2 separate regions of the Macaca mulatta genome follow, and region 1 is linked to region 2. A link is a contact called in public Hi-C data. All regions are on one chromosome and are shown on one strand. Each heading gives the region's core, a stretch centred on a gene start, on an enhancer-like site or on the middle of the called end of the contact. The rest is flanking DNA. Distances are from core to core; before and after follow the strand shown.

The links. A called contact is a pair of places that touch in the nucleus more often than the background predicts.
Region 1: a Hi-C map of cortical neurons shows a contact between it and region 2, with 2.8 times the contacts expected there. The contact joins the enhancer-like site here to the promoter of RRM2 in region 2. A contact is called at or near these places in 6 of 14 Hi-C or Micro-C datasets (CD4 T cells, cortical neurons, fetal cortex germinal zone and 3 more).

The regions. Positions count from the first base shown.
Region 1 is chr13:114,836,191-114,842,601 of T2T-MMU8v2.0, reverse strand. All of the region lies in intron 8 of GRHL1 (grainyhead like transcription factor 1), which reads left to right. Among named protein-coding and RNA genes, the nearest start is that of GRHL1, 24 kb to the left of the region's middle. Within about 2 kb of position 2,216, at least 9 of the 40 cell types and tissues checked have an H3K27ac peak or open chromatin away from gene starts, as enhancers often do. A contact at or near this core is called in cortical neurons, where this site is marked.
Region 2 is chr13:114,700,770-114,707,298 of T2T-MMU8v2.0, reverse strand. RRM2 (ribonucleotide reductase regulatory subunit M2) reads left to right here and starts at 3,553. Exons shown (of 14, transcript XR_013403056.1): 1 at 3,553-4,958; 2 at 5,043-5,117; 3 at 5,446-5,589; 4 at 5,800-5,916.

The DNA of each region.
Region 1 (6,411 bases), core at 967-3,466, 140 kb before region 2:
AGTTTGTTGTTTTGTCTAAGCCTAATATTTGGAATTCATTGTGAGAGTAATTTTTAGTTTGTTTGGACTGAACATATTGCTTGCATTTAGAAGGATTCCATTCTAGTGAAGCACCCATCAAGTGTGCCATTAAAATAAGGTGTTGCCACGTTTGGTTCCATTAGGCAGGGACAGGTTTGGTTTGTTTCACAACTTTAAATTTCCAGTGTGATGGGAGGAAGGAGGGGGGAGAGAAGTGAGTCAAACATCCTACTTGCAATTGCAATTAAATGAAGACAGGAGATTTAAAACTAAAGGTATACTCCCTGGCCTAAGTAGAAAAAGATGTCAGGAAGCACTGTTACTTTTAAAATGCAGGAGAAGAGGCTTTTAGTGTCTAGGCAGATCACGAAGCTGACTAGACTGAGCTGGATTATTCATGCATTTCTATCCTTAAACCCCAAGGAAAACCCAAGGTATAGCCGTGGAGGCTTCTGAATTGAGATTTGTTTGATCCCAGGGGTTTTCTCTTACGCAGTTTAACAATACATACCTGTTAAAAGAAAAAATGAAATGTTTTGTACCAGAGTCGAGATAGTCACATTCCTTTATACGGAATGAGTAGTTTTTAGAGTTGTAGCTTGATCAGTATTGGAAATAACAAGAAAACTTCCTCGATTGGAAGTTTGTAGAGAATGCCTTTAATTAGCTGATATAGAATAAAGTCTTTATTTAGCAATTGGACATTTTTCTTTGACGAAGCTGCTGTTTTCGGGGTGATTGTGAGGATGATTTCTCCTAGAAACTTCTCGTTTTTTTTAAAGCTAAGTCTGTTGGACTTTGGCTTGAAGACATGTTCCATGCAGATGTAAAATAAAGTCCATCGAACCACGGTAGAACTTGGAATCCACAGGTAACGAAGCGTACATTTGTCATCGCGCAGGCCGGGGGGTAAGGGCCAAGCGGAAGCTGTCTCTGGACCAGGGAGGGACTTGGCAGCTGAAGAAAGCTGTAGTTTGGTAGTGAAACTTGCGTCTTGTGAAACGGATTTCAAGCACCCATGTCTGTGTAGCCTGCATCTGGGCTGCTACTTGAATTCCTTTTTCTTTTTTTTTTTGGTTGAATTTTCCCCCTTCCTCCACCCTGCCACTGTCAAGAAACAATTGACTCCTCTATAAAACTTTCTTTTTTGATAGCTTGTCACCTTAACCCTCCTTCTCCTAGGTCCTTCCTGGAAATTCTATCTGTGGTAGCTTTCTCAAGCTGTCTTTTCAACCAGTTTTGCTACTTGGAAACTAAAGCAGAGAGCCTGACTGTGACCTGACATCATTAGTAGTAACTGAACTTACCCAGCACAGCAGTTTCAAGGCAGCATGGGGCCTTGGAGTTCAGATTTCTTTTATGTGGAGCTCTTCTGCACGCAAGACCCTCAATCCTTTAGTAAATACAGGGCACTCCCTACATTAACTTAGGGATTTTGTTTTTAGCTTTTCCTTGTAAATGAAAGAGAACTTCTGATTGGAAGGCAGCCTGCCCGCCAGCTCTTCCTTTCTGGCCCATGGGCTTGCCTGCCCTGTTCCGTGCCTGGTGAGGATGGAATGTGGCCTGTGTGCCTTGTGTCACACCTGCATCCAGTTCTGCATATTTCAGAACAAACACTGTACTTACTTGGGACAACAGGTGCCAAATCACTGTATATGCCAAGTGTCCTTAGGTTCACCAGGTCCTGCTTACAGGACCGTGACACGGGAGAAGAGTGTGCAGGTACCTCCACAGTGGTGGTGTGTTTTTTTTGGGTTTTTTTTTTTTTGTCTCTCTTTTTATCTCTGTGACTTTTTCCCTGGCTCCCTACACTCCACAGAAACCAAGCCCATATGTGGGCGGTGTGGGAAGGTGGTGCTGAGGCAACAGCCAGGCTGCTGACTCGTTCTTGTTTTTCTTCAGGGAAACGCCCCACATAGATGTGGGAAGATTTCAAGTTAGTGCCTCTTTATTCCCACATCCCTGTCCTCCCTGCCCGCCTCCTGCCAATTCTTTTTCTTTTTCCTTGATGGTGATTGGATAGTCTGAGAAATAACACAAATGCTGGCTGCCACTGGAAGTCTTTTATTTCTTGGGGGTAGCATTCTTCCCTGGGATAGGCTGGTCTCCTCCCACCATCAGAGCAGGCATGCTGGGGTTCTCTGAGTGGGACTGGGTTCTGCTTCTGAGTCTGTGACTCAGTCCCCAATATCTTCTTGGGCCACATGAATTAATGGAGCCCACACAGATGGAGGACTAGCAGGGGACCACAAGGCCCAGAGAGAAGGAAGGTCATCAGTGTTTGTTTGTTTATTTTGGGTTGGGGAAGGAATGCTATGATGATTATGTGTCTGCCATATCATACTTAGTAAAATGTTCCTGAACAATCTGACTTTGATTTGTTAAACTATTTCCCACTCTCCTGGCTTCAGTTGAATTGTATAACTGTATATAAATGTCTTAGAAAATGGTGATTTCATTCTCTTTTAGTGCTGTTGGATTTGGGGTTAGAATAACTACATTATGGACCTCACATTTTAATTTTGGTTGTTAGGTTTCTATTAACTCTCTTAGAGCAATCTTTTTCACTGATTTAGAGAATTAAAGTAGAAATTTCCCTAGGGTTTCTACATTCAATTTAGTAGATTGATTACTTTCTGAAATGATATTATGCGGCGTTTGACTAAATTGAATTTATTTATTTATTTATTTTATTTTATTTTATTTTATTTTTTGAGACGGAGTCTGGCTCTGTCGCCCGGGCTGGAGTGCAGTGGCCAGATCTCAGCTCACTGCAAGCTCCGCCCCCCGGGTTTACGCCATTCTCCTGCCTCAGCCTCCCGAGTAGCTGGGACTACAGGCGTCCGCCGCCTCGCCTGGCTAGTTTTTTTTTGTATTTTTTAGTAGAGACGGGGTTTCACCGTGTTCGCCAGGATGGTCTCCATCTCCTGACCTAGTGATCCGCCCGTCTCGGCCTCCCAAAGTGCTGGGATTACAGGCTTGAGCCACTGCGCCCGGCCCTAAATTGAATTTAAATACTAGGATGGGTTAAAGTGATAAAGACTCCCAGAGGCAACTGGGCCTGTGTCCACGACCGCTGCTGCTGTCTCATGGAGCCACGTCACCAGCTAGACTCATGACTTATGTGAAGTCAAAGAGGAAGTTTGAAACAGCCTAGCTCTGTGGTTCGAAATGCAGAGACCTTTAATTTCATGCCTCGTGACCAAAAAGCAACCTGCTCAGAACCATTCGGGGTTCGCCCTTTTCTCTACGTTCGTCTACTTCACCAAACAATTTTTCCACAAGGTACTTCTCTGGCTTTCTATTTGTCACTGTTGCAGTGTGGTTTTGAGAAAAGAGCCTTGAGGTTGGAATCAGGAGACTTGGGTCCTGGCCTTGGCTTTGTCACCTGTTTAACTGTGTGTCTTTTGCCATCTATATCTTCAAAGCCTGAGGCTCAGTCACAGCTTGACACCGTCTCTTTTGAGTTTAAAGATACTGATAGCCAGAGACTGTGCGCTGTGTGATATTCTTGTGAAAGGTGAATGTTTTTAGGGTAGGCAGTGAGGATAAGTGCATTTCTCTCCACAAATTAAATTCACTTGTTAAAGTTCACATTCCTGACTACTCTCTTTAGACTACACGGTTAGCATGCTTTATTGGAATTGTGTCTTGGTTTGTAGTGTTGATGATAAAGCTCAAAAGGAGTGGGTGAGTTGGGGATTTTATAAAACTGATTCTCAGTTACTTTCCTTATACCTGCTGTGAAATGAACCTCTGATGGTGATCTCTGTTTTGAGCACAGTGGGTTTTTTTGTTTGTTTGTTTTGTTTTGTTTTGTCTTTTTCCTCCTTGTTTTCTCTTTGAGGACTAACTTGGCGGAAGCAGCCAAGTGTGAACAGCGCTGATGTGGCTGCCGCAGTGCTTCCTGGAGGAATCATTATAAATTCAAGATCTGATTTCTTGTTGGTTTCCGTGCTTGAGAGCATTTAGAATAAAAGTCTGTATCAGTTAATCCTTTGATCATTTAAATCATCTTATTTTGTTTTCCTCTCATTTTCAAACTGAGGTTTGAAAACAAAATTAAATACTTTGAAACATTCTAAGGGCATAAATTATTGGTCAGGAATGAGGAACTGTCCTTAGAAAAATGGGCTAGACGTTTTAAAAGGAATCTTGTAGAGCACCTTGGATTGTTCAGCAGTTTATGTTTGTGGTTAGTTTTTTTCTCTTCCAATAATTTGGGTGGGAATAATATTAGTTGCTCATCTTTTGACATTAATGTTCTAATTATTTGAATACAAATGTTTTCTCTCAAAATAAGTGGGAAGCATGAAAACAGAAAAGGTCATCTTTTGAGTTCTTAAAGTTTTATGTCAGAGATCTTCACATCTTTCTAGAGAAGGAAGGTTGTAAATCTTCAGCCTACTCCGATTCTGAAATGGGGCTTTTTAAGCGTGTGTGTGTGTATACATGCACTCCCATATGTTTTATAAAGGAGGAGTTGGATGTGTCCTCATTCATCGTACTTTTTACCTCTTTCCCATCCTCTGTAAAGATAGTGGAGTGTTTTCTGTAATCACATTGATACTATTTGTCTGCAGGATAGGAACAGTCCGAGCCTGGTTTTACCTGGATTTGGGTGAATAGCCCTGTGCTCTTGCTCACTCGGGGCTCCCCATTAGGTAGAATCCATGCAAAGTGTTAAAACTGAGGAACAAAGTGTGCCCATCTTGTTGCTCCCACTGGACCCAAGGGAGAGCTCTGGCTTGTGTTTCTACACTCGCCTTATATGTATGCCAGCAGGTTTTTAACATTAAACAAAACTGTTTAGTTGCAGACTAAAGAAGGCCGCCTCCTGACCATGAAGCTCCCCAGAAGCTGCACTTCTCCCTCAGAACTTGCCTGGTCCCTCCATGAGCGTGGGCTGTGCTGATAGGGACAGTGTGTTTCCACAGGGGAGCGATGCATGGGCACAGCACACACTGGATGTCTTGCCAGGAAGTCACTTATGCGGAAAGTGGAAATACTCAATTACAAACAGAGAAATACACCTCCTCCCTGTTTACTCCATCATGATGATGTAAGGATAAATTAATGTCCAAGCAACTTAGAGGATGGTTTAGATCAGTGGTCAGCAGATGACACCTCTGAGGCTGGGCCAGCTAGCTGCCTGTTTATATAAATCAAGTTTTATCAAAACACCACCACACTCATATCCGTGGCTACTTTTATACTATTACTGCAGAGTTGGGTAGTTGCATGTGGCCCACGGATGTGAAAATACTATCGGGCCCTTTACAGAAAAATAGTTGCTTCTGGTTTAGATAAGGGGATAAAAAATATTTTATATATCTACTTTGTACTTATTCTTAGGCATACTTATTCAATACCCAGTATGTATTTTCCTCCTTTTATTAAAAGCATATGTTAAGCATATGTTATGATCCAGGCATGAGACATAGAGATGATTATTAAGACAGGGTCGGCCAGGCGCGGTGGCTCAAGCCTGTAATCCCAGCACTTTGGGAGGCCGAGACGGGCGGATCACGAGGTCAGGAAATCGAGACCATCCTGGCTAACATGGTGAAACCCCGTCTCTACTAAAAATACAAGAAAATTAGCCAGGCGAGGTGGCGGGCGCCTGTAGTCCCAGCTACTCGGGAGGCTGAGGCAGGAGAATGGCGTGAACCCGGCGGGGCGGAGCTTGCAGTGAGCCGAGATCGCGCCACTGCACTCCAGCCTGGGGCACAGAGCAAGACTCCGTCTCAGAAAAAAAAAAAAAAAAAAAAAAAGACAGGGTCATCTCAAGGAGGTTGCCATTTAGTGAGGAAGGCAACACATCATGCTTTGTCCTGTGGTTCAGAGTTACAACCTCAGCCTTCAGCTGAACACACAAGTTCACCACAAATGCCAATCCCTATGAAATCAAACATAACATGAGTAATAAAAATAAGCGGGAGAGTTTAATATGTGTGTAATTGGTTTTTTTTTTTTCCTGGTTAATATCTTAAGAACTTTTGAGTATATGAGGATTTGCATGATCTTATTGAATAGCAGGGTTGAACAAAATGGCTTTAATCTAGATCTTTCTGTATGTGTGTGCCACTTTTGCCTATATATCTAGATCTAGGTATTATTTAAGTTAAATTACATGAATATTCTTATTTGATAGGGCTATGCCTCTGTAAAATTTTGTTTAATGTTAAAAACCTGCTGGCATACATATAAATACATAAAAAAATATCTTCACTCTTTAAGGAAAGGAAGCCATGTATTGGAACTTGCTTTAATAATCTCAGAGTTTTAGAGCCAAGGGAGACCTTTTGTGGATCCTAGTGTGTAAGCAGCTAGAAGACTAATCACTTCACTGCAGTGGTTTCTATCTTGGCCAATCACTCAAATTACTCG
Region 2 (6,529 bases), core at 2,304-4,803:
GTTTGAGAGACAGGGGTCTTGCTATGTTGCCCAGACTGGTTTCAAATGCCTGGTCTCAAGCAATTCTCCTTCCTCAGCCTCTAGAGTAGCTGGGACGATAACGGTGTGCCACTGTGCCTGGCTAAATGTCACTTTAAATGTGTGCAAAGTGGCACATCACTTTTCAACACCATTTTAGAGGTTATCTGAGCACAAAGAAAATCATTGATCCCAAAGGTTCTGTACTGTGCTGGCTGCCCCATCCTCACCATCTCCTGAAAATGGCCTCTTAGTGGCTGAAGCTCTCCAATGCGAATGTTCTAGACACACATGATGTGGTGACACTCATATCAACATCAGACAGTTTCATCTGGTTGTCCACCCTGCTTCCTGCTTAACCATTTCCTGCTGACCTCTGAGTGAGTGACACATAAACTAATTATAAAGTTGAACTGGGCTGCTCCTGAGACTTGTGGTTGTGGTGCTACTGTGCCGTGCTACATTAAGAATGCTGGGCTGGGCGCAAGGGCTCATGCTTGTCATCCCAGCACTTTGGGAGGCTGAGGTAGAAGGACAGCTTGACCCAGAAGTTTGAGACCAGCCTGGGCAATATAGCGAGATCTCATCTCTCTCTCTCTCTCTCTCTCTCTATAATATATATTATATATATATTATATATTTTATATATAATATATATAATGTAATTGGCAGTTCATATTAAAGTTTTTGAGAGTCTGGAATTCTGGAGTTAGTCAGACCCGGGTTCAAATCCTAGCTATATTATCACTTATGAAGTCTTCTTGCCAATAACTTTTAGCCTAAGTCTAATAACGACCACTCCCCACCTGCCTTTTTTTTTTTTTTTTTTTTTTGAGACGGAATTTCATTCTTGTTGCCCAGGTTGGAGTGCAATGGTGTGATCTCGGCTCATTGAAACCTCTGCCTCCTGGGTTCAAGCAATTCTCCTGCCTCAGCCTCCCAAGTAGTGGGAATTACAGGCGCCTGCCACCACATCTGGCTAATTTTTGTATTTTTAGTAGAGATGGGGTTTCCCTATATTGGCCAGGCTGCTCTCAAACTCCTGACCTCAGGTGATCTGCCTGCCTCAGCCTCCCAAAGTGCTGGGATTACAGGCGTGAGCCTCCAAGCAGGGCCTAATAAAGCCTTTTCACCTAACTTCCAGTGTAGAGTCCAGGGGTCAGGAAAACAAGTTAATTGACACCGTGAATAAACAATCAGGCAAATGTAGGATGTGGGACATTCTACAAGAAAACTGGCCTGTACTTCAAAGCCAATGTCGTGGGGAAAAGAAGTGGAAGAGCTTTATTAAGAGTCTAAAGCAACATAATAACCAAACGCAATGCATGTACTTAATTAGATCCTGCATAAAAAAAGTAAATCCAAAAAACTATGAGACATTTTTGAAACAATTGGAAAAACAGGAATATGGACTGGATATTAGGTGATACTGGAGTATTGTTAGTTTTCCTAGGGATAAATGTGGTATTGTGGTGATGTTAGAGAGTGTCCTTATTTTTAGGAGCTGAAACGTTTAGGGGTAATGGGTCATGATATCTATCACTTTCAAATGATCCATAAAAAAGCATAAGCCTCACACACCCACAGAGGGGGTGTCTGCCATATTTGCCATGAGGCAAATATGGCAAAATAGAAACAGCTGTTGAATCCTAGGTAGTGGGCGAATGCTAGCAATCGTTCCATTATTCTGTATGTTGAAAACATTCATAATAAAAAGTTAGGGTAGAAACGTTCTGCTGTGCAGTTGTGCTGTGCGACCTTGGGCAGTTTCCTTGCCTCTCAGGTCTTCATTTCCTCACCTATGAAACGGGGTTAAAAATACCAACCCCGGTGGGACGGTGGCTCACGCCTGTAATCTGAGCATTTTGGGAGGCCAAGGCGGGTGGAGGGCTTGAGCCCAGGGGTTCAAGACCAGCCCGGGTGACATACCGAGAACCCATCTCTACAAAAAATTTAAAAATTAGCCTGGCAGAGTGGTGCATGCCTGCAGTCCTAGCTACTTGGGAGGCTGAGGTGGGAGGATCGCTTGAGCTCGGAAAGTTGAGGCTGCAGTGAACTATGATGCAGCCACCAGCCTGGGCAACAGAGCGAGACCCTGTCTCAAAACAAAAAAACCAAAAAACTAAAACAAAACAAAACAAAACAAAAAAAACCCAGCCTCACACGATCCAGGTGCCCAGAGGCTGTGGGTGCTGCAGCCGTAATTATTATTATGACCACCTTCGGCACGGCGTCTGGTACACAGTGAGTGCTGAGCTCCCCGGGCCGCGGTTTTTCCACCCTAATGGTGGACAGGTAGGAACAGCCTTTTGGAAGTCGCGCTAACCTTGGCCAGGGACCTGCAAACCTGTCCGGGCTGGGGGCGTATGAGCGGGAGAGCGCGCAGCGGAAACGGGGCGGGGCACCTGAGGCTGGGAATGCAGAGGAGCCTTCCGGGGAACGGGGCGGGGCCTCCCGTGCAGACCAATGGTGTAGATGCAGATGTCAAAACGCGCGCTCAAGTGGCTCCCGCCAGGAATCCCGGGGCTTAGGGAGGCGGAGGGAGGATCGCTTGAGGCCAGGAGTTTGAGATCAGCCTGGGCAAACAAGCGAGACCCTTGTCTGTTCACTTAAATAAAACCAAAAAAACGAGCACCGACGGAAAAAGGAGTAAATCCCGGCGCTAGCAGCAGCCCGGCGCCTGCGGCGGCGGCGGCGGGCGCCCTCCCGGGAGTGGCTGCTTTGCCCGACCCCCCAGAGGCGGAACCTTCCGCATTGCCGCGTGGCCGTGGGCGCCGCCACCTCCGCAGCGGGGCAAAGATGCCGGACCTGGAGGGAGGAGGGCCACGCCGAGATGACTCAGGTTCAGCGCGGGAGGGGAGGATGGCGACTTCACCTGGCCTCTAACACGTACGCATCTTTCCGCGCCTTCTACAATGGCTGTTAATTACGTGGCCAGGAACTAAACTGTAAGTGAAGCCACCTCTGGCTATTTCAGTTAACAGTGAGTTTAACAGGAGCAAAAAAGCACGTGGCGCCGTAGGGCAACCAAAACCAGGGCTTTAGACGTTGATTATGGGACATTGAAATCTGAGTTGAGTATTACACCAAGAAATTATAATTTTGTTAGATAATAGCTTTATCAGCCATAAAGTAATCAATAAAAATACCAATTTCCTGGAGATGGATGCTTTAGTGTGTTTGGGGGTGAAACTGGCAATGGATGGCAAGTTGCTTTAAACAAATCATGCTACACCAAAGTTTTGGTTGTGGCTTTGTGTAAGGAATGTGATGGTCACTTATCCCTGCAACACGAGAATACTTTGAATACAAGTCCGTAGTACTTTTAAGAAATGAGAGAAACAGACCTAGATGGGGAGGGTATCTGTCCAACCCCACCCTCTATAAAGTATCTAGAAAAGGCTTTGTAAAAAGTCCCGAGTCTCTCAATAACAGCCCTGAGTGCAGCTGTTGAAGCTTTCTCAGGTTAATGATTTCTTCTTGGATCTTAAAGTTTCTTTCTCTTCCTTTATTTTTGGCATTTTGCCGTTGCAGGGCCTGGCAAATCGGAAAGCCACATAGACAATTAAATGAAAGCTGTTGCTAAGTTCCAGGCTCTACCTCAGTGTTTTCAAACTCCTCTTCAGCATATTTGATGCCCAATGAGTAGTACATTAAATCCTAGTTCTAAAATCATTCTGTGAACTTTCTCCCAGGAATTTTTGCTCAGTTTGCAATTAAAACAAGTTTTTTTTTTCTTTTTTTAATGGGGGCGGGGTCTCACTATGTTGCCAAGGCTGGTCTCCAGCTCTTGGCCTCAAACAATCCTCCTGCCTCGGCCTCCCAAAGTGCTGGGACTACAGGCGTGAGCCACCGCGCCCAGCCACAGTTTGCAATTCTTAAAGCAAGGGTGACAATAGGGGACAGGGGTCTGACAGGAGACAGGATTTCTGTGGAAAATTGCACCAAGGGCCTTCTCTCCGTGTCCTGGAGTTTGAAGGTTTACGAAGGACTGCACATTTTACATGAGTCATCTCAACGAATGCTCTCCTCACCACATTAACACCCCACGCGGTGACGAGTCCCATTTTACTCAGGGGGACGCCGAATCTGTAAGAAGCCTGGTCGCATGTCCCAGTCACAACAAAACGAGCCGCGGGGCTCAGCAGCCCTAACTTTTAGGCTGTAGGGTCCTCGCCGACCACCCCGCCCAAATGTCAGGGCTCGGGGCCCTTGCACTCCCACCCCAGGGACACAGATCGAAAGGGTCGCAGCAACGCCTCCCCCGACCCAGGAGCGTCTTCCAGGCCTTTGCACCAACCTCGTTGGCAAAGTCTCCTGCCCTGCGGCGGCGCGGCTGGGAGGAGGCGCTTTTGGGAAGCGCGCCCGCGGGCTCCAATCGCTGCGCCTCACGCAATCCCAAACGGTTCCCGGGCGAACCGGGGCCCGCGCGCGCCAACGCCGCCGAGACTCTCAGGGACTGCGGTCCTGGTCCCGTGGGACCTGTGGAGGCCCGGGCGGCGGCGCCCCCGACCCAGCCAGCGGACGGAGCGGGGGGAACCGGGAGGTCCCGGGGGGCGTCCACGGGGGTGTCCCCGGTGGTCCCCGGAAGGCGCCGGCGGAGGCTCCCGCGCTGCGCTTGAAAATCGCGCGCTGTCCCGCGGCCAGCCTGGGTGGGGTCAAGGTGCAGCCAATGGAAGGGTCGGGGGCACGGCACAGCCAATGGGAAGGGCCGGGGCGCCAAAGCGAATGGGAAGGGCCGGCACGGGAGATTTAAAGGCTGCTGGACCGAGGGGTCGCCCGTGCTTCGCGTCCCAGCCATCCTGTTCTGGCCTGTCGCTGTACTTCGCTGCGCCGCCACTATGCTCTCCGTCCGCATCCCGCTCGCGCCCATCACGAACCCGCAGCAGCTGCAGCTCTCGCCGCTGAAGGGGCTAAGCCTGGTAGACAAGGAGAACACGGTGAGCGCGCGGGGAGGGTGCTGCGGACCGGGGAGGGAGGCAGGGAAGCGAAGCCGCCTCCGACTCACACACGTCTCCCTGCAGCCGCCAGCCCTGAGCGGGGCCCGCGTCCTGGCCAGCAAGACCGCGAGGAGGATCTTCCAGGAGCCCGTGGAGCCGGTGAGTGACGGGCGTGGGGCAGAGGGGCCAGGGGCGGCCTTGGGCGTCTTGGCGCCAAAACCGCATTGTCTCCTCAGCTGTTCACACTCCCGCGCCGGTTCCTTTCCCGCCTACGCGGCCCCTCCCCAGGGCGACCTCCCGTGCCCCTCGGCCCATTTCCCGGTTTGGGCGTGCGCTCCTCTGCTGCGACCCACGGAGTGCGACGGGACAGCCACGTTTTCACATCGGGTCCCATGAAATTGCCGCCCATGGAACGGACTTGGTGAGAAAAACATTAGTTTCATATGGTTCGCCCCGTACTTGAATGTTTTATTTTCTTCCCCAACAGAAAACTAAAGCAGCTGCCCCCGGCGTGGAGGATGAACCGCTGCTGAGAGAAAACCCCCGCCGCTTTGTCATCTTCCCCATCGAGTACCATGATATCTGGCAGATGTATAAGAAGGCGGAGGCTTCCTTCTGGACTGCCGAGGAGGTAATCGGAGGACCCCCGAAGACCCCTGCAGGGGGGACCGTGACACCTCAGACATAAATGCACTTGGAGGTTCCCGTTGGCAAGGGGGGCTAACTGTGGGGCATAGTTAGTTAGTGGTGCCAGCACACTTAAAGTTTCAGAGAGCTCGGTGTGAGTCCTGCAAGCTTCGCTGTCTTCCTTTTATGCTAAAATTGTGACTCCGAACCTCAGGTGGACCTGTCCAAGGACATTCAGCACTGGGAATCCCTGAAGCCCGAGGAGAGATATTTTATATCCCATGTTCTGGCTTTCTTTGCAGCAAGTGATGGCATAGTAAATGAAAACTTGGTGAGTTTCTCAAATATCTTTCGTTCATTTGACATTGACGATCTGAGGTCGAACTAGTTCGCTCTCCTTGTCTTGTACGTTTTTCCATTTTTCCATGCTGAGTGTCTCTGTGTCTGTAAGCTGGGTTTTATATTACATGGCAGTTCCTGTTTTGTAACACTTTGCAGTTCTTTCTTATGGTATTTTCCTGACTCTAGAGAAGCTGAGACAATATTAAGTGGTAGCAATAGGAGGACTCCTTGTGGCCACCAATTTGCTCCCTCCTTTTTTTTTTTTTTTTTTTGAGACAGTCTCACTCTGGCCCAGGCTGGAGTGCAGTGGTGCGATCTTGGCTCGCTGCAACCTCTGCCTCCTAGGTTCAAGCAATTCTCCTCCCTCAGCCTCATGAGTAGCTGGGATTACAGACCTGCGCCACCTGCCGGCTAATTTCTGTATTTTTAGTAGAGACAGGGTTTCACCACGTTGGCCAGGCTGGTCTCGAACTGATGACCTCAGGTGATCTGCCCACCTTGGCCTCCCAAAGTGCTGGGATTACAGGCGTGAGCCACCACGCCTGGCTCTGCTCCCTCCTTTTTGGGGCTTTGCTGTTTTAATCATAATTTGGTTGTATCTC